Regions from separate parts of the Mus musculus genome. Here all the other regions are linked to region 3. The links are chromatin contacts, called in public Hi-C and HiChIP or PLAC-seq maps. All regions are on one chromosome and are shown on one strand. The core of a region is the stretch at or near the end of the contact, and the rest is flanking DNA. Distances in the headings are between cores, read along the strand shown.

Region 1 (4,003 bases), core at 76-2,575, 140 kb before region 3:
AGAGCCAGCAGCTATAGCTAGCTGGTGGTCTTGCAGGTCCATGCATGCTCATCCAAGGGGACTGATACTTTGTTCAGTTCCTTCACAAGTTTCCAAGCACCTGGCAAAGAAAGCATCATTCACTGCTCCTCACACTGAAGTGCACAATGCTTCTTACAGAAGGCCAGTAAAACATATATATGCATGAGAGAGCTTTTCCCTCCCCCCTGAGAGCGAGAGAGAGTGCGAGGGAGGGAGGGAGGGAGGGAGGGAGGGAGGGAGGGAGGGAGGGAGAAAGAGAATGAATGAATGTGTAAAGGGGCTAATAGTGGCCATAAACAATCCAGAATACAGTCCATCATTTTATAATGTGAACCAGGGTAGGCTCTCAGGAATATGCATAGATCTGTTATTATATATAAATATATATTCAAAAAAATCTCTGTGTGCACAGAGCTCAAGTTGGATCACTTCCTATATATAGCGGACAAATATATAGATACTGCTCTCTATGTAAATATGCATATATATATATGTTTATTTCCCAGACCCTGAAATAGAAGCCTGTATACTTGAATGGATCACAGTGCTTAAAAATGCTCCTGAGCTGTGTACCTCATGCTCGAATCTGAGAGCATTGTTTCCTCTCTGTTTCGCCTTGGCAGCTTCCCCTGGCGGCTTTCCTGATGCTGGGTGATGTCACTTCAAAAGCCAAAGCCCCACTGCGGGTTTACTGTCTAGACAGGCTGTGCGGGCAAGCCCAGAGGCAGATCCGTTCGGTACACAGTGTCCTGCAGATATCAGGAGTTGAGTGATAATGTCCTGAAGGCTTCTGCAATGGTCAGTTCACGGTGGGTAACCCGAGGCCCCCTGTTTCAGCGTCACGGCAGCTGGGCCCCCAGCCTAAGTCACACGGTGGTGCTAGGTGGCCTTTTGGAATCTGGACCACACAGCTTTCCCCTGGAGCGTGTCGCTGCATTCTGAGCCGTGCCGCAGATGTTAGAGCTACAGCTCCCCTCTTCTGCTTCAGGGCTGCATTGTGTTCCCTAACACAACAACAGGACTTCCTGAGACATCAGGGGGTACAGGATGACTCTTTGCCATGGATGGGTTTTGCTTACAATTATCTGGTGGGTCAAGCGTGTGTTCTGGGTTACATCCCAGCATGTGTCTATTCAATAAGTATCATCAGGGGGGATACCATGAGGATGGTCATTTCTGGAGCTAAGCGACATGCCCTGTGGCCTATGCTTTGATAAATCTCACAGTCCCTGAGGCAGAACCAGCAGGCTCCTTCCAAAGAGCAAAAACAGGCCAGGGGGTGAGGAGGCTTTTCTGGGTCATCCTGTTGAGACATACCTCAGCCATCTGCTGTTCCAGCTTGCTTCGCTCTGGCTTGGCACCAATGTCCACTATCCTGGAGGTTCTGGGACCTTGTCCAGAAGATGGCCTGGTGCTCTCATTTTCCTGGTCCTCCTTGAACCTTTCTGCTCTTTCCTGCTAGGCACACCAGACCCCAATGACACGGGAGGCCTTTGCCCATCCTCTTTGGAAATCAAGCCGTCACTCAAATGACCTGGTACCTGCACTCTCATCAGCTACGCATAGCAAATGAAGCCAGAGGATTGAGAGTGAAGCAGACCCCTGAGGCTTAAGCCAGCAGTGGCGTTTGACTGATGACTCCCAGGCTGTATATGTGTGTACCACTCACAGCCGTGATAATGGCTTGAAAGAGATCACAAACTTACTTAAGAGGGGCTTTTTAATTGTTTTTGAACTTTGAAGATGACAGTGTTGTGTTGTGATGTCCAAAATTGGACATAACTGGTGCTGAGTGTCCATCTCAGTGGTGATTACTATCGATGACGATGATGATGATGATGATGATGACGACAACGATGATGATGATGGTTAACTATGGTGCTGGGGGTTGAACCCAGGGCCTCACACATGCTAGGAAGGCACTCTGTCCTCTTCCACACATGACCTCAGTCACTGTCCAGTTCTGTAGTGGCCACCTTGGCTACTCAGGTGACTAAGCCAGTCACCACTACAACCCCACCTCCTGACCCAGCACTTTGACTCTTCATAACTAGTCCCAAATCAGTGTCCCTCAGAGAGACAGGAGCTCCCAAGGGCTTTTTTGCAGTTCCGTATCATCGTTGTCCTAGAATAAACTGAGTCACCCTTCACCACAAGAAAGAGCGATGCACAACACGTCTGACAAGCCTGGGTTGTGTAAGTCACTGGTTTTAGGAGGATTCTTTGCTATGTCAGTGAACTGGCTGACCCAATCACTTACTGGTTTGCAAGGGCACACTACCATCTACACTTTCACTAGTCACGGCATGGTGACTCTTTTGACTCTGTTTACCCAACTGTCCATCTATCTGCTCAGCTGTACATCAGTCCAGCCAGCCGGCTGGACAGCTATGGACTCTCTCTTCCCACCTATCTTTCTTATGAAGGCTTCATCCCATGCCCAGAGCCATCCCACAAAACTGAGTTTGAAAGAGATCATGCTGGGAGACAATTCACAGCTCTCTGCCCACAGGCCTCCATGAGGGACTTCCAGGGAAAATCGTGGTAGAGAAAATGCAAAACGCCCATGGACTTAGCCCCAGCTAGCTGGTGATACTCTGGACACTTGTCTGGTGCCTCCCCAGAGCCTGGTCTCTTGGATCGTAGAGGAACTTGTACGGGAATGGGATCAATTCTGATGAGAGATGTGACCGGAACCCTGTGTGCGCAGAAGCATGCCATGGCCAGGGAACCCCACACGGCGGCATCTGAACTTGACCTTACTCAAACTGAAACAACTGCATCTCCCTGACTCCTCCTCTTCTCACATAAACGGGTCTGCTTTCAGCAGGAACTCAGGAGATCAGGGAGCCCACAGATGCCCCTGCCCCTGCTCCAGACACCATGTAAGAGTGACACATGAGTAGCTGCTTTCCTAGGAGGCAGGGCTCTGGTCCAGCCGTGCACAGCTAGTTACTGATCCCTCAGAGAAAGCCTAGGCAGAGGGACGATGTGGGTACACGGACGCAGCTTGAGAAGGCTGCAGAGTACCATGCAACCAAACAGGAATGCTCGGTGAGGAAATTAGTCAGGAAGAGAAAGGACTTCCCGTGGACTTTGTTGGAAACATTACACTTGATGATCTTTAGCGCGTATGTGGTGGCTGCACAGAACGACTTCTGTTAACTGAGCTGGCACCCAAAGGAGATTGAGAGTCATTAGGCTGCGAACAGCACGGTTGCCTAGAGGAAGCTGGCTGGACTGTGTCCAGGAATGGGATGGTGGCTTTTGGTTAAGAGGCAGGCTATGCTTTCCTCAGATGTTCTTGGAGGGTCTGCCTTGCAAGGTACTAGGAAACAGAGACTACCCCTGAGGTAGGACCCCTGACCCCACCATGCCAAGGTCTGCCATCTTTCACTGTATGGCAAACTCCTTACAGAATGGCAAGGAAGCAGTGAATTCTCCATCAGTGCCCTCTGTCTTCTTTGGCTCTGGTTCTGCACTTACAGACTTGCTGCTTGCTCATAGGAACCCTACATTCATGGGATGGAGAATAGAGTGTAGTTGATGGCCCTCACCTGGAGCTGCAGAGGCACTGATGGTAATTATGAGAATGGCACCCAACACTGCAGGCCATCAACTGGACATTTACCCGTCACCAAGAAGCATGACCCACAGACAAAGGTGCCTGGCCCTCTGGGGTGGGATGGTCAATCTCATTTCCATGAAATTCACCAGTAACCTAGGGTCGGCTAGGAACTCCAGTGGTAGGTATGAGGTGGTGATAAATATCACGCAAGCGTAAATTCATCACTTGTGCAGCAGAGCGCTCCATGGCTGGGATGCGGGGAGAGAAAGCTGCAAGCTGAGTTTCTCCTGGCCGAGCAGAGGAAGCTAGTCCCTCCTCCGAGCTGCTGTGTGAGCTGCCAACCAGGCCACACATTGTTCTTCTGGCTTCATAATTGGTCTCAGCAAATGACTCTGAGTCTGGGCTTCCTCGGGA
Region 2 (4,086 bases), core at 844-3,343, 230 kb after region 3:
CTGTGTATGTGTGTGTGAGAGAGAGAGAGACAGAGGCAGAAAGAGACACAGAGAGAGAGACTGACTTATGAATTACAGGGCACTTATCAAAGCTAAGGAAGTGATGTTTAGAGGTGGTTTATACTGAAGCTGTAGCACAGTTGGTAGAGTATTTCCCTAGTATGCATAAGGCCCTGGGGTCAATTCCTAGCACTACATAAACTGGGCATGGTGACGTATGTCAGAAATTCCAGCACTCAGAAGAGACGATCAGGAGATCAAGGACATCCTTGGCTACATAGTAAGTTTGAGACCAAAATGGATAAGCCGTGACCCTGTCTCAAAGTGGACAGTGGAAGCTAGAAAAACGGCTCAGCAGTTAGGAGTATTGCTCTTGCAGAAGACCAAGATTCAGGTCCTGGCACCCACTCTATGCAGCTTACACCTGCCTGTAACTCCAGCTCTAGGGGATCTTCTGGCCTCTGAGAGCACTTGCATGCACACAGTATACACACATACATACATACACACACACACACACACACACACACACACACACACACACAGAAAGAGAGATCAGAGGTCACAGAAATCCCCCTACTGCTGCCTTTCAGGTGCTGGGATTAAAAGCATACGCCATCATATCAAGCTAGAAGACATTTTAAGTACAAGGGTAAAGAAAAAGACACCCAGAAAGTGCCAGGCAGTGGTGGCGCACTCCTGTAATCCCAGCACTTGGGAGGCAGAAGCAGGTGGATTTCTGAGTTCAAGACCAGCCTGGTCTACAGAGTGAGTTCCAGGACAGCCAGGACTGCACGGAGAAACCCTGTCTAAAAACCAAAAAGAAAAAAGAAAAAAAAAAAGACACCCAGAAGAAAGTAAGACGGACCTGAGAGAGCAAGTGAAGGTCTCCATCCTTTAATTTTATTTTTAAGACCAAGTTTTGTCTTGCTCAGTTACCAGGCAGCCCTTGAAGTTTGAACTTGCCAGCCTCCTACCTTAGCCTCCTCCATAACTAAGATTATAAACCCCAAGATTACAAATCTGCACACCAGGCCTCACTCATCTCTTACTTCTTTTTTTTTAAACATTTTTAAATACTTATTTATGTATATGAGTATACTATAGCTGTCTTCAGATACACCAGAAGAGGGTATCAGATCCCATTACAGATGGTCGTGAGCCACCATGTGGTTGCTGGGAATTGAACTCAGAACCTCTGGAAGAGCAGTCAGTGCTCTTAACCACTGAGCCATTTTTCCAGCCCCTTCTCTTACTTCTTAAGTGGATCTTTCTTCACAAAGCTATTTCTCCCTATTCTGACTCCTTAGAAATCAAACATAGAATGATGGATCCAACACCCAGCGTGAGGTGCATGCCTGCAATCTCAGTAATAGGGGTGGAAGAGAAGACAGGACCAAGTTCGAGGCCAGCCTGGGCTACACAACAAGACTCTCATCCCTCTTCCCAATGTGGTCACGTGGAATAAATCTTCTTTTTCCTGCTTCCCACCTTTAATTTGGTTCGACTGCCTTATTGAGGATGGGTGGCCAGAGCTGACTTGAAACACACAGTATCACGTAAAGGTCAGTAACACACCAAATGCATATAGATGAATCTTCACACCTTCACGCAACCACCTCAGCTGATCCGGAAGCCAGGATCTCCTCCAGACCCTAGATGGTGCTTGCTAATAAGCACAGGAGTGGAGATTTAAGACCTGGCAGGCAGCCTTCTTCTCATCTGCAAGGCGCTGCAGAGCTGTGACATCATGGCTAACCATTACCTAATACTCAAGAGAAAGTCCAGTTTCACTGCTGCTCTGATAGCAAATCTGCAACCCTCGCTCTGAGCTGACCAGAGAAAAACACATATATCCAGAAGGCTTTTTCCGGGTATGTACTGGGGATCAAATGAAGAAATCGTATTCAAGGAGCCTGGTTTTGGGTCCTCTTGTAGAAGCCGGAAAAAAAAAAAAAAAAAAAAAAAAAGCTTTAAAAATAATAAGTAAGTGCAACAGCGCCACCTATGGAACGTCCTGCAAGGATCCAGAATCTGCAGACCACAGGCAAAGTTCAGCTAGCACAGGCACTGGGCAGCTTCATAGAAAGATGGCACTGTTCAACAGCTAAAGTCTGACACCCGGATGTCAACCAAAGAGACAGGCTCCCGGAGGACAATCTACGAACAGGAAGGGGTCTCAGAACTGGTTCTTCTTACAGTCAGCTGCCAAACTTTCTCCCAGTCTCTGTATTTTTCCCTAAAGGCAACTGAGGGGGCAGGAAAGATGGCTGAGCGGTTAAAAGTGGTTACTGCTCTCACAGAGGATTAGAGTTTAATTCCACCGCCTTACAACTACCCTAATGCTCTCTTCTAACCTCCAAAGATACCCTCAAACATGTGAGTGGATACATACATACTCACAAATAAAAATTTAGGGGCTAAAGAGATGGTTCAGCAATTAGGAACACTGGCTGTTCTTCCAGAGGTCCTGAACTCAATTCCCAGTAGCCACACGGAGGTTCACGACATAAATAAATAAACCTTTTTTTTTTAAAAAAATAGCCGGGCACGGTGGTACACACCCATACATAAACCCAGCACTTAGAGACAAAGGCAGGAAGATGGGATTGTTAAAAATTCAAGGCCAGCCTAGTCTCTATCTCAAGCTCCAGGTCAGCCAGGACTACACAGTAGCACCCTGTCACATAAACAAACAGATCTGTAAAATAACCATGACTTCAGTCTGTCCTGTTTTCCCAGACACTCCTTAAACTCAGGCCGCTGAAAAAAGAGTTCACGGTGACAGGCAGGGGCTCTGTAAGAGGCCAACTCAGTTGCCACCTTAACTCAGCAGGGATTCAATCGCTGGGTGACAAGTCTCTGTCCCTTTAAAAAAAAAAAAAAAGAGTACTCGCTCCAACCCTCAAATGTTCCCACTGGGGAGTTGTAAAGCCCTGCCTGAGGCTGAGGAGCGCTGGTAGATATTTGGACTTTTTCTTTTCTTTCCTTTTTCTTTCCTTTTTTTTTTAAGGTTTATTTATTTATTATATGTAAGTACACTGTAGTTGTCTTCAGACACACCAGAAGAGGGTGTCAGATCTCGTTATGAATGGTTGTGAGCCACCATGTGGTTGCTGGGATTTGAACTAGGGACCTTTGGAAGAGCAGTCAGTGCTCTTAACTGCTGAGCCATCTTACCAGCCCCTCTTTCCTTTTCCTTTTTCTCTTTTTCCAGACAAGGTTTCTCAGTTTATCTCTGGCTGACCTGGAACTCCCTCTGTAGACCAGGCTGGCCTCAAATTCAGAGACCCACCTGCCTCTGCCTCCCAAGTGCTGGGATTGCAGGCGTGCACCACCACAGCCTGGCTCTGGACCATGCGTCATGTCAGTCCCCACCATCGAATGCCAGTGACAGAGATGAGAACCAGGTGTTCTACCAGCAAGCCACACCTCAGGCCTGTTTTGATCAATTTAATGGTAAGTAATATTACCAAGTTCAGAGAGAAGAAAAAGTAGAGGCCACCACTACTAAGAAACCTTTACAAGTCAATGGTAAGCACTTTCTTCCAGTTGACTATAGAATATTCTATACATTTTGGGGTGGGGGTCCTATATAAGGGACCCAGGTCCTCCCACGGTGCTAGGCAGGAACTCTACAAGTGGGCTACCTTCTCCATCTTGGTTGTTTTGTTTTGTTTTGTTTTGTTTTTTCAAGACAGGATCTCATGTAGTCCAGGCTAGCCTCAAATATACTATGTAGCTAAGCCTGGCCTTCCATTCCTAAGCCTCGCTCTGAGTATGGGAGCCCAGCATCATATCTGGCTTTCCAGCCCTAATTTTTTAAAGAAACTATATTTTGTCCTTTAGTTATAGACCTACAGGTCCACATCCAAATCTTCAGAATAAAGATCAGTGCCCCAACTTGTGAGCAGCATGAAGCTAGGATTGAAAGACTAAAAGAAAGAATGAAGGGGAAAAAAAAAAACTACAAAAATTTTTTAATCTTTAAAAATTTTTTTTCTTAAGATTTTATTTTTATTTATTTATTATATGTAAGTACACTGTCGCTGTCTTCAGACACTCCAGAAGAGGGAGTCAGATTTC
Region 3 (3,890 bases), core at 548-3,047:
TACAGCCAACACAATGGAACAGTAAAAGGACGCTTCTCACTGTGCCACCAGCTCCAAAATAACATCAGCCTGGATCCTTAATGCCCAGATGCTGCAATGTATATATCCACATGGTAAAGATGATCGCTCTTACCATACCCAACCTTTGTATGCAGCTATGGCCACAGAGTGGCCTGCGGGGTCTAAATACTCCACCTCCATTCCCGGAATAAAATCTTCTCTGATCCTTAGTACACAGCCACCACACAAAGGAAGGAAGGACGTTTCACAATGCCCTTATCCTTAGGGCAAAATAAATAAATAAATAAATAAATCAAAGAAGCCCAAATTTTTAGTGTGCAGCAGTCACAATGTAGTTACACTCAGGGTAAGGATGCTCAGAAACACCATCCTCGGGATAAGATCCTCTTAGGCTTTTCAAACGCAGCTGTCAAGATGCACTTATCCACAAATACGGGTTTCTGCTATACCAACATCTCAGGTTAAAATCCACTCGGGCACTTGGTGCTCAGCCACCACAATGCAGGCATCCGCCAAGTAGTTCAGACTCTGTTAAACCATCATCCAAAATAAGGATATCCATTTGATTCCTTAGTGCGCAAGCAGCAGCCATATAGGGTGAGGCACTCTGAGGTTATCTGTGCACAGCTCTGCTGCGCCACCATCCGCGGGGAAAAAAAATATCATGCAGAACCTTAGTGCGCCACCAAAACCATTCAAGTGATCCACCCTCTAAGGTTGCTTCGTTGGGTATCCGTGCGCAGCTCCACTGTGCCTCTATCCCCAAGGTAAGAACATCCGTTCAGTCACTGAAGTGCAGCCACAAATATATGTAATTCCCCAGGATTAAGATAACAAAGAGCTGTACAGGCGTTGGCTGGGTAACGGCATACGCCCAAGTCCCAGCCAAGCGTGGAGACCTCCATGGCTCATCATTGTGCTACAACCACAATGCGCCTATCCACAGGGTGATGGCGAGCCTCTGTGCTAGCGTCTCCAGGGTAAAAAGATCGGCCAAGCTCTCCGTTGCATCGCAAGCTGCAGGGTTCTGTGCTCGAAGGTATCTCAACGCTCGAAGGTATCCTCGCACGAACTGCACCGACACAGATATCTGGGCTTTTTCTGTGCCTCCTTTTGCCCATTCCTCGGTCACCACCACAAGTGAAAAACTCCCGGCTCCGCGGCAGTGTCGCAGGTCTTCTATCCAACCATTTTCAGAGTAAAGGCCGCGGATCTTCCCGGAGAGCCGAAGCTGGCCGGAGAGCCGCGGCAATGATCGTCTACATAGCACCAGCGCTTGGATGAGCTATCACACAAGGCCTAAAATCTCAATAAGATGGGCTAACAAGCCACCGGGTCCTCTTCGGTTCGTGGTCACAGAGCTGTAGTAAAGGGGTTCGCTCAGCTTCCAGCCGTGCCGCAGTCTGCAGTCTTTAGAGACGTCTGTCGAGATCTGGAATGCAGGCAGCTGTGACGCAGTCTGCTGGGCGAGTCCGCTCAGACTTCAGTGCGCAGGTGCGGCAATGCGGCAATCTGCTCGGTGGAGACACATTCTGCGGCGCCCTCTACCGGGTAGGAACGCCAGTCCACGAGGCCGGCAGCCCACACAATGAGGCCCCACAGTTGATCAGAATGGTTCTACTGAGGTAGCAACCCTTAGGGTATCGGTGCGCAGCCACACTGGATGGAGACTTGCAGCCTAAGGGTGCTCCACTGAGTTGGCAGGGAAGGCTATCCACACAAATACTCGGTACACCGCGGCCATGGCAGCAAGGCAGTCAGCGGATCTCAGTGCGCAGGCGTGGCAATGCGACAGAATGCACTTTAAGAATGCATTCTGTGGTGCCATCTAGCGGGTAAGAATGACTCTTGGTCCTTGGTTTAGGGGCACGGGGAGAGAGAGAACGTGGGTACCCCAATGGTGACTGGCGCACGGCCCCAGTGGTATAGCATCTACCTGGATAATCCATGCTGTCACACAGGGTGACGATCCACAGCCTAAGGACGCCCTGCCGGGTCTTCAGAGTGAGGGTGTCCAAGCAATAATGATATGACAAAAATGAATGTCCCACTATGTCTGCAGGGTGACGGTGTTCCACCTAGAACCAGGCTGCAGCAGCAAAAAATGCTCAATGTTAGGAACGTAGCCGGGTCCACTGAAGGCGCATGGGGAACATCCGGCATTGCGGTGCGGCGCAGCCCTGCCCATAGCTCTCCCTGCTTAGCCCCTCCTGTGAGGGAAATTCAGGCTGCCTCACTGTTGCACAGACTGTGAGAGCCATGGACTATCCTTTTGCAGTGGTAATCTGGGTGCCCCAGTGACAAGAGGCCAAGGGTGACCAGTGTACCCTTACTGGTCTGCCGAACCAATAATTTGATCCCGATTCATGTGCGATTTGCTAACAATAAGGACTATGTCTTCCAAAATGAGCTTTAAGAAGCTCATTGGGTTGGATTACCAGGAAGGGCCGGGCAACGGGGTTTCCCAGGGCTCACCGGAGGGCAATATGTGACGCACTAATAATTTCTAACCAAAAGCTGAAAGTTTAAAGTCCCACCTTTTTATATTTCTAAATATTCCAGCAATATGGCATCTTGTAGCAAGGAAGCAAAGTATTTTCATTTTATTTGTTGATCACGCTGGGAAGGGTGCCGCACGCAATGGTCCGAGGGAAGAGCCCCTGTGTCCCTGACACTCCTCTTCTTTCTTCAGTATTCACAGGGGAGAGCCTCATGTTAGTGAGGGCCACACATGAGGCAACAAGAGGCTAGGAATCAGAACCTTCCCTAAGAAATTGAGTAGAGATGTGTTTGTTTCTTTTTCTTTTTTTTTTCTTTCTTTTTTTTTTTTTTTTTTTTTTTTTTTGGATGTGTGTTGGGGGAGGGTTTTTTTGGTTTTGGGGGTTTTTGGGTGTGTGTTGGGGGAGGGTAATTTTATAACTATGTTTGTTGGGTCGCCTTCCTGCATTCTGGTTATCAGTTATTTTACCCCAATAAAATCTTTGATTGCCTCCTGCAGGGGTTGTTTGATTGACAGTAGGCTCCTTTTGTTCCACGGGGTTTTATATGCTAATTGTTAGTTTGCCTCTGCCTTCAGATCATGATAGAATTTAGTTAAAGCTTGCTATCATTCACACCGCCTTGTAAAAGACAAACTGTGTGGTTACTAATATAATTCAAAATAATTGCTTCTCTCAAAGTTTACAGCCCCGTGTTAACTTTAATTTTGAAAGTACTGGTTTTTTTTTTTCCCCCAGAGTACATGAGTGAAAATAAAGGGAAAAAAAGATGTACTAGATGTGTGTAAGTTTAATTGAAAATTCTAACCTGAGCATCAGTGAAATTGAAAACACTGTATATGCGTCAAGTCAGAAGCTGCATTGGCATATCCTGAAAATAAATGTGTGCTCATTAAATAAAACACAGAAAGCCAAATAAACAGGAGAATAGATGTGCAAAGAACACACTTTCTGCAGTGCTAACCAAGCTTATATTCCCTTGGTTTGGTTTGGTTTGGTTTTACCCAGGGCCAGTTTTACTTCTCTCCTCAGTCTTCGGATCATGACAGGGTAAAGCTGGGATGGAAGGAAAGGCCCTGTATACGCAGAGAGGCCTTCTGAGGAAGCCAAGCCTCTTAGTAGCAGAAGCAGGAGAAGAGACTCATAGGACATTGAGGTGAGTCTCGCTTACATGGATGATACACTTTGAGGGGTAGTTCGGTGCTCTTTGCAACCTGCACAGTGTGGCTGGATCCCCGTGTCCATTTCATTGAGTTGTGGGATACAGAATGTTTCTTCAGAGCCAGCATGCTGTCTAGCTTACCAAGGGGACACAACCAATAGAAAGAAAAAAGAAATTGGGGAAAAAGCAAACAGCCAGAGCAATATTGG

The links. A called contact is a pair of places that touch in the nucleus more often than the background predicts. HiChIP or PLAC-seq counts read pairs in DNA pulled down with a chosen protein or histone mark.
Region 1: a contact with region 3 is called in a Hi-C map of cerebellar granule neurons, with 2.4 times the contacts expected there. The contact joins the enhancer-like site here to the promoter of Peg13 in region 3. A contact is called at or near these places in 2 of 484 Hi-C or Micro-C datasets (the N1E-115 cell line and cerebellar granule neurons) and 4 of 115 datasets of contacts at active chromatin or transcription factors (T-cell acute lymphoblastic leukemia, bone marrow-derived macrophages, craniofacial prominence and 1 more).
Region 2: a contact with region 3 is called in an H3K27ac HiChIP or PLAC-seq map of neural progenitor cells, with 10 times the contacts expected there. The contact joins the enhancer-like site here to the promoter of Peg13 in region 3. A contact is called at or near these places in 6 of 39 promoter capture datasets (the 3T3-L1 cell line, cranial neural crest, neutrophils and 2 more), 1 of 15 datasets of contacts at CTCF or cohesin (the NIH/3T3 cell line), 9 of 484 Hi-C or Micro-C datasets (B cells, CD4 T cells, the N1E-115 cell line and 5 more), 19 of 115 datasets of contacts at active chromatin or transcription factors (the NIH/3T3 cell line, T-cell acute lymphoblastic leukemia, VIP interneurons and 13 more) and 3 of 9 other capture datasets (liver, macrophages and pancreatic islet).

What each region holds. Positions count from the first base shown.
Region 1 is chr15:72,667,741-72,671,743 of GRCm38.p6, forward strand. All of the region lies in intron 20 of Trappc9 (trafficking protein particle complex 9), which reads right to left. Among named protein-coding and RNA genes, the nearest start is that of Kcnk9, 120 kb to the left of the region's middle. Within about 2 kb of position 1,326, at least 5 of the 459 cell types and tissues checked have an H3K27ac peak or open chromatin away from gene starts, as enhancers often do. A contact at or near this core is called in cerebellar granule neurons, where this site is marked.
Region 2 is chr15:73,042,693-73,046,778 of GRCm38.p6, forward strand. All of the region lies in intron 4 of Trappc9 (trafficking protein particle complex 9), which reads right to left. Among named protein-coding and RNA genes, the nearest start is that of Trappc9, 16 kb to the right of the region's middle. Within about 2 kb of position 2,094, at least 24 of the 459 cell types and tissues checked have an H3K27ac peak or open chromatin away from gene starts, as enhancers often do. A contact at or near this core is called in neural progenitor cells, where this site is marked.
Region 3 is chr15:72,808,527-72,812,416 of GRCm38.p6, forward strand. It overlaps Peg13 (paternally expressed 13), which reads right to left and starts at 1,798. Exons shown (of 1, transcript NR_002864.2): 1 at 1-1,798. The region is part of intron 16 of Trappc9 (trafficking protein particle complex 9); the gene reads right to left.